Linked DNA regions of Mus musculus: all the other regions are linked to region 2. Evidence: chromatin contacts called from public Hi-C data. All regions are on one chromosome and are shown on one strand. The core of a region is the stretch at or near the end of the contact, and the rest is flanking DNA. Distances in the headings are between cores, read along the strand shown.

What was found. A called contact is a pair of places that touch in the nucleus more often than the background predicts.
Region 1: a Hi-C map of nephron progenitors shows a contact between it and region 2, with 2.9 times the contacts expected there. The contact joins the promoter of Epb41l3 here to the promoter of Tmem200c in region 2. A contact is called at or near these places in 4 of 484 Hi-C or Micro-C datasets (embryonic stem cells and nephron progenitors) and 1 of 115 datasets of contacts at active chromatin or transcription factors (embryonic stem cells).
Region 3: a contact with region 2 is called in a Hi-C map of extraembryonic endoderm stem cells, with 4 times the contacts expected there. The contact joins the enhancer-like site here to the promoter of Tmem200c in region 2. A contact is called at or near these places in 1 of 39 promoter capture datasets (embryonic stem cells), 13 of 484 Hi-C or Micro-C datasets (cardiomyocytes, cerebral cortex, embryonic stem cells and 4 more), 10 of 115 datasets of contacts at active chromatin or transcription factors (astrocytes, embryonic forebrain, embryonic hindbrain and 5 more) and 1 of 9 other capture datasets (embryonic stem cells).

The regions. Positions count from the first base shown.
Region 1 is chr17:69,158,040-69,161,448 of GRCm38.p6, reverse strand. It overlaps Epb41l3 (erythrocyte membrane protein band 4.1 like 3), which reads right to left and starts at 2,093. Exons shown (of 23, transcript NM_001355734.1): 1 at 1,408-2,093.
Region 2 is chr17:68,835,128-68,838,430 of GRCm38.p6, reverse strand. It overlaps Tmem200c (transmembrane protein 200C), which reads right to left and starts at 1,295. Exons shown (of 2, transcript NM_001206661.1): 1 at 898-1,295.
Region 3 is chr17:69,104,280-69,107,407 of GRCm38.p6, reverse strand. It overlaps a transcript of Epb41l3 not described here. Among named protein-coding and RNA genes, the nearest start is that of Epb41l3, 54 kb to the left of the region's middle. Within about 2 kb of position 1,842, at least 22 of the 459 cell types and tissues checked have an H3K27ac peak or open chromatin away from gene starts, as enhancers often do. A contact at or near this core is called in extraembryonic endoderm stem cells, where this site is marked.

The sequences.
Region 1 (3,409 bases), core at 844-3,343, 320 kb before region 2:
TCCGATACAGCAAACCTGCTGGGACCTGCACAGTTTAAGCTACAGCCAGGGATCAAGGTGGATATGCAGAGGACCTTTCTATTAAAAATAACAGCTGCAGATATGACCAGGTACTTCGGTCTTGCGCCCAATAGTGATGCTTTTCAAGCACTTCGTCATAAGTAATATGTCATAATTGTTTCTTATTTGGTTGCATACATACCGAATGCATCAGGAGTTAGAACTGTTTGTTTCAGGGATAAAAACCCAGGAAGAATAAATCCTAACCCATACCATGCACTCGATCTAGTATGATTGGAGGAAAAACAATAATCACAGGGAAAAATTTAAACAATGCATTTGTTTTCTAGGCTTAACACAAGACTACCTCCATGTGTGTGTGTGTGTGTGTGTGTGTGTGTGTGTGTGCATATGCTTATGTTGAGTGCACATATGTGTGGTTTGTAAGAAAGTCTGTAAGAACAATGTATCAAAATGTCAGCTATCTTAAAATTAAGTTGTCAGCCTTTCTTCCATACTGCAAATTACAAAAGAATTAGGGGTTGGGAGCTAATAGAAGCTTCCAGTCCTGCAGTGTGCAATTTAACCAATCATCGCAAGGTCTAAAACCACAGTACCGAAGACATTTCACCAGTGATCTGCAGGCCTAGCACCTAATTTAGACTTCTCTACCTCCACTGTTCTCAAGTCCTTTTCTTCTCTCTGCTTCAGGAACGTGTCCTGGAATAGCCGAACCTTTGAGTAGGAACCACCCCGACTTCCTACAGTGCTACCTCATCAAGGTGAAATCATGGCAGTCATCTTTGCAAAGACCCAGACAGAAGACACCCGAGACTGATGCGTGGCTCTTCCCTCTGCCCTGATGAGATCACACTAAGTTCATAAAAAGCAGCTAATATACTTTATAGGCTATGAGGTACGTAGAGTATAGGAGCACTCGGGACCTGAGCGTCCTCTGACCCCCTGTTAGATGCTAATTTGGACCAGACATGTCTCCACACTAGAATTCTCCAAGGATTAAAATGTCAAATTACAAAATAATATCAGCAAATAAAGCAAAGTTAGAATGGAAACTAATTACCCACAGATCATGGCAGATAGCTCCTACACCTGTGACACCTCTAGCTTTTCTATTTTTCCCCAGTTGTGAACAGCAAGCACATTGCGTCAAACCACAAAACAGCATTGCCAACTCAGAAAGTATAAAAGATACGAGATATTTTAAAGATGGCACTAATAACCTAAAAATGAAAAAAATTTACGCATGATATTGCAATAGTACAATAGTGCAAACAGGATCAACTACAGGCTTAATAAATTTAAAAGCCTGACTTGCTGAACCCCACAGTATTTTCTTATGGGACAGAAATATTCGAAGATTTTTACCACTTCACATCCATACGATACCTTGTTGTGCTGTTCACGGTGAAAGCCTCATGAAAGGCTTCTGCAGGCTTCGATGGGACTCCAATGCTTCTGCCTGCCCCACCCTGTTTTCCTCTGAGCCATAGTGATGTCATAGCCCCAGCCCAGCAATGATGTCACTGTCCGGGCCCTGTTTCTGGGGACATAATCCTTTATAGCCAGGACAAATGCAATAGCAGTGGAGCCCTTCAAAGGGCCCTGAGTGTCTGATGAATTCCCATCAAATGAGCAACTAGTGGTGAGCCTTCTGAAAGGACGGGGTGCTGAAGGTGAACTTGATTCGTGGCTCTCAGTGGGGAGTTTATACTCCATCATAAAGCTCACACTCAGAGGGGAGTGGAATTCAGAAAAGACTGTGAGGACAGAATTATGAAGGACAACCAGAGTACTCTACTTAAGAAAATTCTCTTCGCTATACTTGAATTCTCACCCGAAAGGAAAGATTTCCCAGGCTACTCTTGGAGTCAACTTTCACTGCCATGGAAATCGCCGATTCCCACCTATCCATTGTAGAATTCCCCTCAGTGTATGGGAATGCCAGGGTGGGAGGACAGGAGTGAGTGGGTAGGTGGGGGAGCACCCTCATAGAGGCAGGGGTCCAAGGTAGGGGATAGGGGGCTCCCTAAGGGGAGACCTGGAAAGGGGCAACCATTTGAAATGTAAATAAAGAAAATATCCAATCCAAAAAAAAAAAAAAAAAAAAAAAAAGATGGCTGTGCATCCTACAAGCGAAGAAAGCACTGATGAGCCAATCCCTCCACACTAGCCTGAAAGGACAGCATCAACAGCTCTCTGAGGTCACAGGTTGTCACCTCACTCCTACCTCAGTGCACCCTTAGTGGCTTGGCCATTGGACTTAGAAACCTTATCATTTATTTGTGATTACTTTATGTGCATTGTTGTTTTGCCTGCATGCGTGTCTCAGTGAAGATGTTGGGTCCTCTGGAACTGGAGGAATGGATGGTTGTGAACTGCCATGTGAGTGCTGGGAATCAAACCAGAGTCTTCTAAAGAGCAGTCAATGCTCTTAAGCACTGAGTCATCTCTTCCAACCCTGCCTTTGGATTTTTAAAAAAGCAACACACACACACACCCCAGATCCAGTCAGAGAAGTAAACCTGAATCTTGTATTTCCACAGAAATCAAAGTTGGCCTTGGTCCAAGGACCCAACGGGGATTGGCGAACGCACTCTCTAAACCATATTTATGCCTAAGGAAATTCTCTAAAAAATTAGATGTAAGTATGTCATTGGGACAATGGCCTTTGCCCCCTAGCTCTACAATCCTCGGCCTAAAGGTGTTTACAAGCGACAGAGGCCACTCTTCTGGTTTCCGATCAAACCTCTCGAAACACATGCTCTGTTTTTGCAAGAACTTGCTGTGCGCGAGATCAGTTCATGCAGTGGCTTGTGCTTCTAATTATCTAGCTTTTTTTCTAGACCATTGGAATAATCATAGTGTAAATAATTCAATACTCACAGCCTTCAGCTTATTCCATCGGGGTTTTGGAAACTAACAAAGGAGAGGCATGCTTCTTCAATTTGGAAATTATTTCCTCTCACGATAACTTTGTTACTCCAAACAAAGGTTTAAAAAGTTGATGCCACAATGACCATGCAATTCAAAGACAGCGGTAAAAGCACTGAGCAGAGTCAATAAGGATCATCAAATCCCTCCTCCTCCTCCTCCTCCTCCTCCTCCTCCTCCTCCTCCTCCTCCTCCTCCTCCTCCTCCTCCTCCTCCTCCTCCGCAGGTTCACTCCTTCAAAGCCCCACTTAACTCTAACGGTGCTGCATTCATGGCCTCCGGATATACGTGGAGTTCCATCATTTTTGATTCATGGGGGCTTTAAAAGGCAGTGTAAGGCGCAAAAAAGAAATTTCTTTTGATCGCCGGATTTGATGAGTCCTTTACTTGGTTAAGTTATGCTACCAAGAGTAACCCCCAGAACATCCGACCGCCCCACAGATCCCCAAACGGGCCC
Region 2 (3,303 bases), core at 46-2,545:
GGCTTCAAGAGACTTTAAGGTCTAGGCATTTTAGAAACAAAGCCAGCTTCAGCAGCCAGGGTGGCTCTCTGAAGAGAGATGCCCCCCGGGAGCTGGATGTCATGAAAGAGGCACCTTTCTGCATTCCTCTTCTGCAAGCCAGCTTTACATCCAGCAGAATATAAGAAAAGTTGGAATAGATTTTAACAAGGTTTACAGAAGATGTTTAAAATTAGTTTAATAGCTTCTAATTATTCCCTAGTTTATTATTCTTCCAGCTCTCTTGAAAGACGAACTCCTTTTCAGCATATCACGATCTGACACAGAATACTGACAGAGGTCAGGTGACACAGAAAAGCCCCCCCCCCCCAAGCTTTCCTTAGACCAAAGGAAGGAAAACAAACTTAGCAGTGGATCTGTCTGCCTTTGCAACTGGCTGCCTGGCGCGAGTCCTGCCTTGGTTAAGGAATGGAGGATGGGGAAATCAAATGAGGGATGTCTAAAAATACAACTGCTTCCAAGAGAGAGAATCAAGTTCTCTGCTCATGATGGATAGAACCCAGCATCAAAGACTTAGGGCCCCAGATTGTGAGCGATGCTGTGCCCTGCACCCAACCCAGGTCCTCGACCCCCGGCCCCTGGCCCTCAGGGCCGCGAGTCTCTTGCCCTTGCTTTGGTCTAGTCACATGAGTGCAGCAGCTACGAGTCCGCCTCAAGTGAAGTGAAGGCAATCCCCAACTCGCCTTTTCTGGGCAGCGCAGTCCTGGTAGCACGCCCAGGAGAACACCTGACTCAGAACACCGGCCAAGGGGCCTGGGCTCGGGGACAGGAGGGCTAGTGAAGGGCGCTCGGAGGCCGGGGATTGACAGAAATGCTCAAAATGGAGGCACTCTAAGCAAACAATAATCGCTCACTTACCCAGGGAGACCGGGGCAGCTCGGGAGACACAAAGAACCATGGAGAAACTTTTCAGCCCGAGCCGACGGCGGAGCGCAGGGACAGCGCCCCGGAGCCCCGGGAGCGAGAGCGGCTGGACAGCCCGGTGGGGACGAACCTGCGCCAGGGGCTCGCAGTCCCCTCAGGCGCGGTGGCGGAAGCCATTTCCAAGAGTTTCCAAGAAGTGTCAGGTCCTCCGCATCCCGCGCGCCGCCTGGAGCCCTTCTTCCCTCGGGCGCGCCTTCCCTGTTGCCACGGTCCCCTCCCGCTGCGCACACTGCCGACCCTGCGGCCGCGCGCTCTCCAGCCCTGCGCCTCTTTTGTGTGGCTGCGGCGCGCCGGGCTCCGCCGGGTGGAGTTGAGCCCGCGGCGGCTGCTCCGGGCGGCCGGACTGGCGGCTGTTGCTAAGAGACCGGAGCCATGACACAGGGAAATTGCGGCAGGATGGCAGTAGGTACCCGGCCCGGCTTGGCTCTCAGGGGGGCACCCGCCCCCCGCCCCGCCCCCTCTACCCCCAGCCCCTCCCCCGCCTCCTCTCCAGCCTGCCGTCCGTCCCTTCGACAGCGACTTGTCCCCCTTCCCAAGAGGGGCACCAGGGGAGGCGACACCTGCACCGCGTGCTTGAACCAGGTCGGGGCGCGATCGTGTAAGGCAAGGTTCTGAACGCAGCTGAAACGCCTTCAGCCTCAGCTGACAGCTTGGTTCTCTTTCCCCAACTACCTGTCTGAGCACCTAACCCAAGAGGATCCAGAGAAACGCCAGCCCCTCCCAGGGAGTTCCCCATCAGGATCTGAGTGATGCTGTCCCTGAAGACAGGGATTATTCTTCAGGTCTCTGGTCCCTCAGGCTCCCATCCTCTCTGCTCTCCCTTTTTCTTATTACAGTGCACACAGCCTCGCCCCCTACCCCACCTACACTTGAGAGTTTGCAGCGTGGATGCCCCAAGAACACAGTAAGTGCCCCCCCCCCCCCAACGAACCAAGCCAGGACGGGCCGGAGCGGAGCGGAGCGGGCTCACAAACTAGGTGCTCTCACCACCGGACTCACATAAACCTCTGTCAAATGCTATCACACTTGAGCAGAACTGGGCTGTGTAACTGGCCTTAAGGGACCTCAAGGGCTCCCTGGAATATGGGCCTTTGAGTCTCTTCTGAGGTTAGAATGGGCTGAAAGATGCTTAGGCAGGCCCTACAGTTCCCTCCCTCTACCCTCTGGGGTAACCCAAGCCTTCAAAAAGAAACACGTTCTTAGGGAATGGCAATCAGGGTTAGCTTCAAAGAGGAGAAATGGGGGTAGGGAGGTTACTCAAACTCTCTATGTCATTTGAAAAGCAGAGAAGAACACACACACACACACACACACACACACACACACACACACACACGAGGGAGAGAGAAATCCTATTTTTTATCTTCATATTTTCATTCTCTCTCAAGCACATAGTAGAAATGACAGGGAAAAGAATTTTCAAATGGAATTTCCCCACTGAGTGTTAAGAAAGTTAGACAGGTTTCAATTAGTTATTAAAATGACGTGGCTAGGATTCAGGCAGAGAGGAAGAGAAAGGCAGATAAAATCAAGGCTCCCGAAAATTAGGCATCCAGGCAAGGGTCTTGTAATGGCGACTGTGGTGGGTGCTGCTTACTGTTCAAGAATTTAGCAGGATGACTCTGGTACCCACAGATCTAGCCACAAGGTTTTTCTAAAGGCACACAGTATCTTGAGCATATATCAAACAAGAGAACATTAGAGAAGCCAAGCATACATGATAATTAATGAGGTGGGGATAGAGGTGGTTGGGCGATGGAAGGGGACAGAGAGTATGTGAATCCTAAAGGTGGCCATCACCTGCATGTTTGAAAGGTGGCCTCTGATTGAAGTTTCAACCTGAACTCCTTCCCCTTATCTTAGCTCAGCTGTCAAATGTTAGAAAACAAAAGGCTGCAGAGGAAACCCTTCCCGCCCCACAATGGAACGTCTCCTTTTACGGAAATCATTGCAAAGGAAAAGTAACCCAACTCCTTCAGTGGTTTGTTAAAACCCTTTTGGCTCAGAATCCCTGCATTTCTTAAATCCCTGATAACTATCTGGTGTTTTGTACAAAGGCTGGACCCGAAGCCTCATTTCATTACAGAGCTGTCTGCCAAGGGACCAAATGGCAAATCCTACTCTCTGTCCTACAGGGCTACATACACACAGGAATTCTACTAAAGAATTACATTAAGATTTGGGGTGGATTAAACCATTAATAGTTTCACTTTGTGCACAAATTATAGCCACCAGGTGCACATTAGAAACTCTTTCTATGGGTTAGGAGAAGAGAAGCCGCTATCTAGAGAAACTGGACATGCACGGGGACTGTGGGATATAGCTAGCTGCTTCTTACAT
Region 3 (3,128 bases), core at 593-3,092, 270 kb before region 2:
TGTCTGAGTAACTTTTCTATTGCTAGGAAATGACACCATGACCAAGGCAACTTATTATTATTATTTTTAAAAGCATTTAATTAAGGGCCTCACAATTCCAGAGGGCTAGAGTCTGTGAGCCTCATGGCGAGGACCATGACAGCAGACAGGCAGGCAGGCATGGAGCTGGGACAACTGCTGAGAGTTTATATCTGACCCACAAGTCGGGGAGGGGGCAAACAGAGAGACCGAAACAGAGAAAGTGACCTCTGAGAAAGAGCTATCTGAGAATTTGAAATCTCAAAGATCACCCTAGTGACACACCTCCTCCAAAAATACCATGCCTTTTAATCCTCCCCAAACAGCTCCACCAATGAAAGACCAAGAATCCAAATATATGAGCCGCTGGGAGCCATCCCTGTTCAAACTTCCACACTGAACAAGCCATACAAGCACCTGAAGTTCCTCTCTGTGAGAGGAAAATAGGAAGGGATCCGAATCTATTTTCAAAATTGAAGAAGTTTCCATGCCAACTGCGGGATAATTCCATTTGGTTACTAAGTAAACAACCTGAATCATAAAGCTGTATATAGCATAGGAGTTTTCCAAATATAATTTAATGACATTATTAAAAATTTAATTAAAATGTCCATCAAAACACAGTCTCCAGTTTACAACAACAAAGCAAATCAGATGGTAACTAGGAGCTAAACTGGTTGAGCCATTTCTGAGCTTTTAAATTTTAAGATATCTTACTTGTTTTATCACCAGAAAATTGCATCTAAATCCATTTACCACAGGCGAAGGTAACAATTACAACTTGAAACCGAAATTAGACACATGAGTGATGCAATTATTGCCTTTTTAAAAGTCTATGGAGTGAGAACTTGTGGAGAAGTGGGAGACTGATTAAGAACAGTCACTGTGAGCCAGTGTGAAAGTCGCTTGCCACCGAGCTTGTAACCAAATGATATATACGGAGAATCAACTCCATGACCCCTACACACACACACACACAGTACTTTTTAAAAATAATTCCACCATAGCCACAATTTCCTGGGTGTTCAGAGCCAGGGAAGCACCTTATGAAATAGCAATGTCTTTTGTTTTTTAGTTTTATAAAGGAGAACAGTCAGGAAGTTAGTTAATTTTTGTCCCTTTGAAAAAGCCATAGGATTTTCTTAACCTGAAACCTACACTAGGTGGCGCTCACAGCACAAGATTTGGATCAATTAAACCGAGGCAAAGTATAAATTACTCAACAGATCCCTAAACTCTATAGTTGTGTGTGTGTGTGTGTGTGTATGTGTGTGTGTGTGTGTGTGTGTGTGTGTGTGAGAGAGAGAGAGAGAGAGAGAGGAAAGAGATTATCTTTCTAATAATTGGAAGGATTAGAACGAACATTTCTATCACGTTTACTATGGGAGAGACACTCGTCCCAAAGCTGCTGTCTGCAGAGCCCACTCTAGATTGTATGATTTGGGGACCAGGCACTGAGGGGTACATAGGATAGTCTTTGTGAATACCCAAAAACCAGCTTAACAAGGTTAACTCTTTCATGCATATAAAACAATTTGCAATCAGAAAATTCATGACATTCCTGTTGTATTATATGACTGGGGGGGGGGGGAGACAACTTCCCAAATTACACGCAAATTACTCTGCTTTTCATAACGTGAGAAGGTAAGAAGGCAGTATTCAGACCTGCTGAGTCTGTTTGAGGGAGCAGAGGCTGCCGAAGGTACAAAGGACAGGGTTAACTCAGGGTAAGCACACTTAAAAATAGGCTCCGATAACACGCTCGAGCCTGAGGTAGGCTCCAGCTAGAGCAAGAGATAAAAACTTCCAGATAAGCAGCCACTCCGGGACCTCTTGTCTCTTCCGAGGAGATAGAAGCAGTCCTCCAAGGCAGCTAAGCTGGCTCCCTGAGCTATCTCAGACTGCCTCCCAACCTGGCAACCCTGCTGGGAAAGCAAAGTTCAGAAGAGCAGCAGCAGACTAGTTCAGTCCCCAGGACTTCTGCTGACACCCGCTGGACCTGACAGGCAGTAAAATGTTTCGGAGTCATTTTTGCCCCTCTGGAGATTTCTAAAAAATCGTGAGACAGGCAAGATGTTCTGCTGACAGCTGAAGATGGGCCAGGGTAACCTTTGAGCCAGTCTGAGTCATACAGTTCACATGAATTCTTCCCAGAAGTCCAAGAAACAGGTTGGATCAGGGTCAGATAAGCATGAAGGCATTGAGAACTGTCCCAGAAATGCCGGTCTGTGCTGTGTGTGACCAGAGTTTTATTCTTGTGATGAGAGATCAACCGCTATGTTTGCCCCACCGTTTGCAGATATAAAGTGATTTTTTTTCCCCTTTGTAAACTGTTGCTAAGTCAAAGAATCCAAGAGTTATCGCTGTTACCATAAATGATCTATAAAAGCACACTGACGGGAATAAACAAGAATAGCGATTTGGAGTGTTTCGTCTTTGCTAACAGAGATAGCTCTTTTCCATTTACTATATGTACTGGGGGTGGCGGGTGCACACACCTGTGCACACACACAGTGGCCAGAGGAGAGCATCGGGTGTCCTGACCTGGCAGTCTCTACCGTACTCTCTTGAACTAGGTATATTCACCAACCTTGGAGCTTGCTGTTTTCCTGACTGAGCAGGAAGCCTAACCAGCCTCCAGCTGCCCCAGCCCCATGCCTCAGTGCGGAAGTCAGAAGCAAGTGTGGCCACAGCAGCTTTGAAAGTGGGTCCCACTAGCCAGAGGTGGTGCAGGTCTTTAAAACCTAGTGAGTTCGAGGCCAGCCTGGTCTATAGAGTGAGTTCCAGGACAGCCAGCCAGGGCTACAAAGAGAAATCCTGTCTTGAGAATCAAAAGAAAAGAAAGAGAAAAAGGAAGAAAGACAGACAGATAGACAGACAGACAGAATGAATGAATGTATAAATGAAGTAAGGAAGGAAGGAAGGAAGGAAGGAAGTCAGCCAGCCAGCCCTCAGGATCTGAGTTCAGGTCCTCTCATTTGCACAGCCATTTGAACACTGAACCATCTTTCCAGCCACATGGTTGATTACAAACAAACAAACAAACAAACTCCTATGGACCGTCTGAAGCTTTGAGCTCTCCAGCTATCTACTGGCTAAAGTGAAGACGA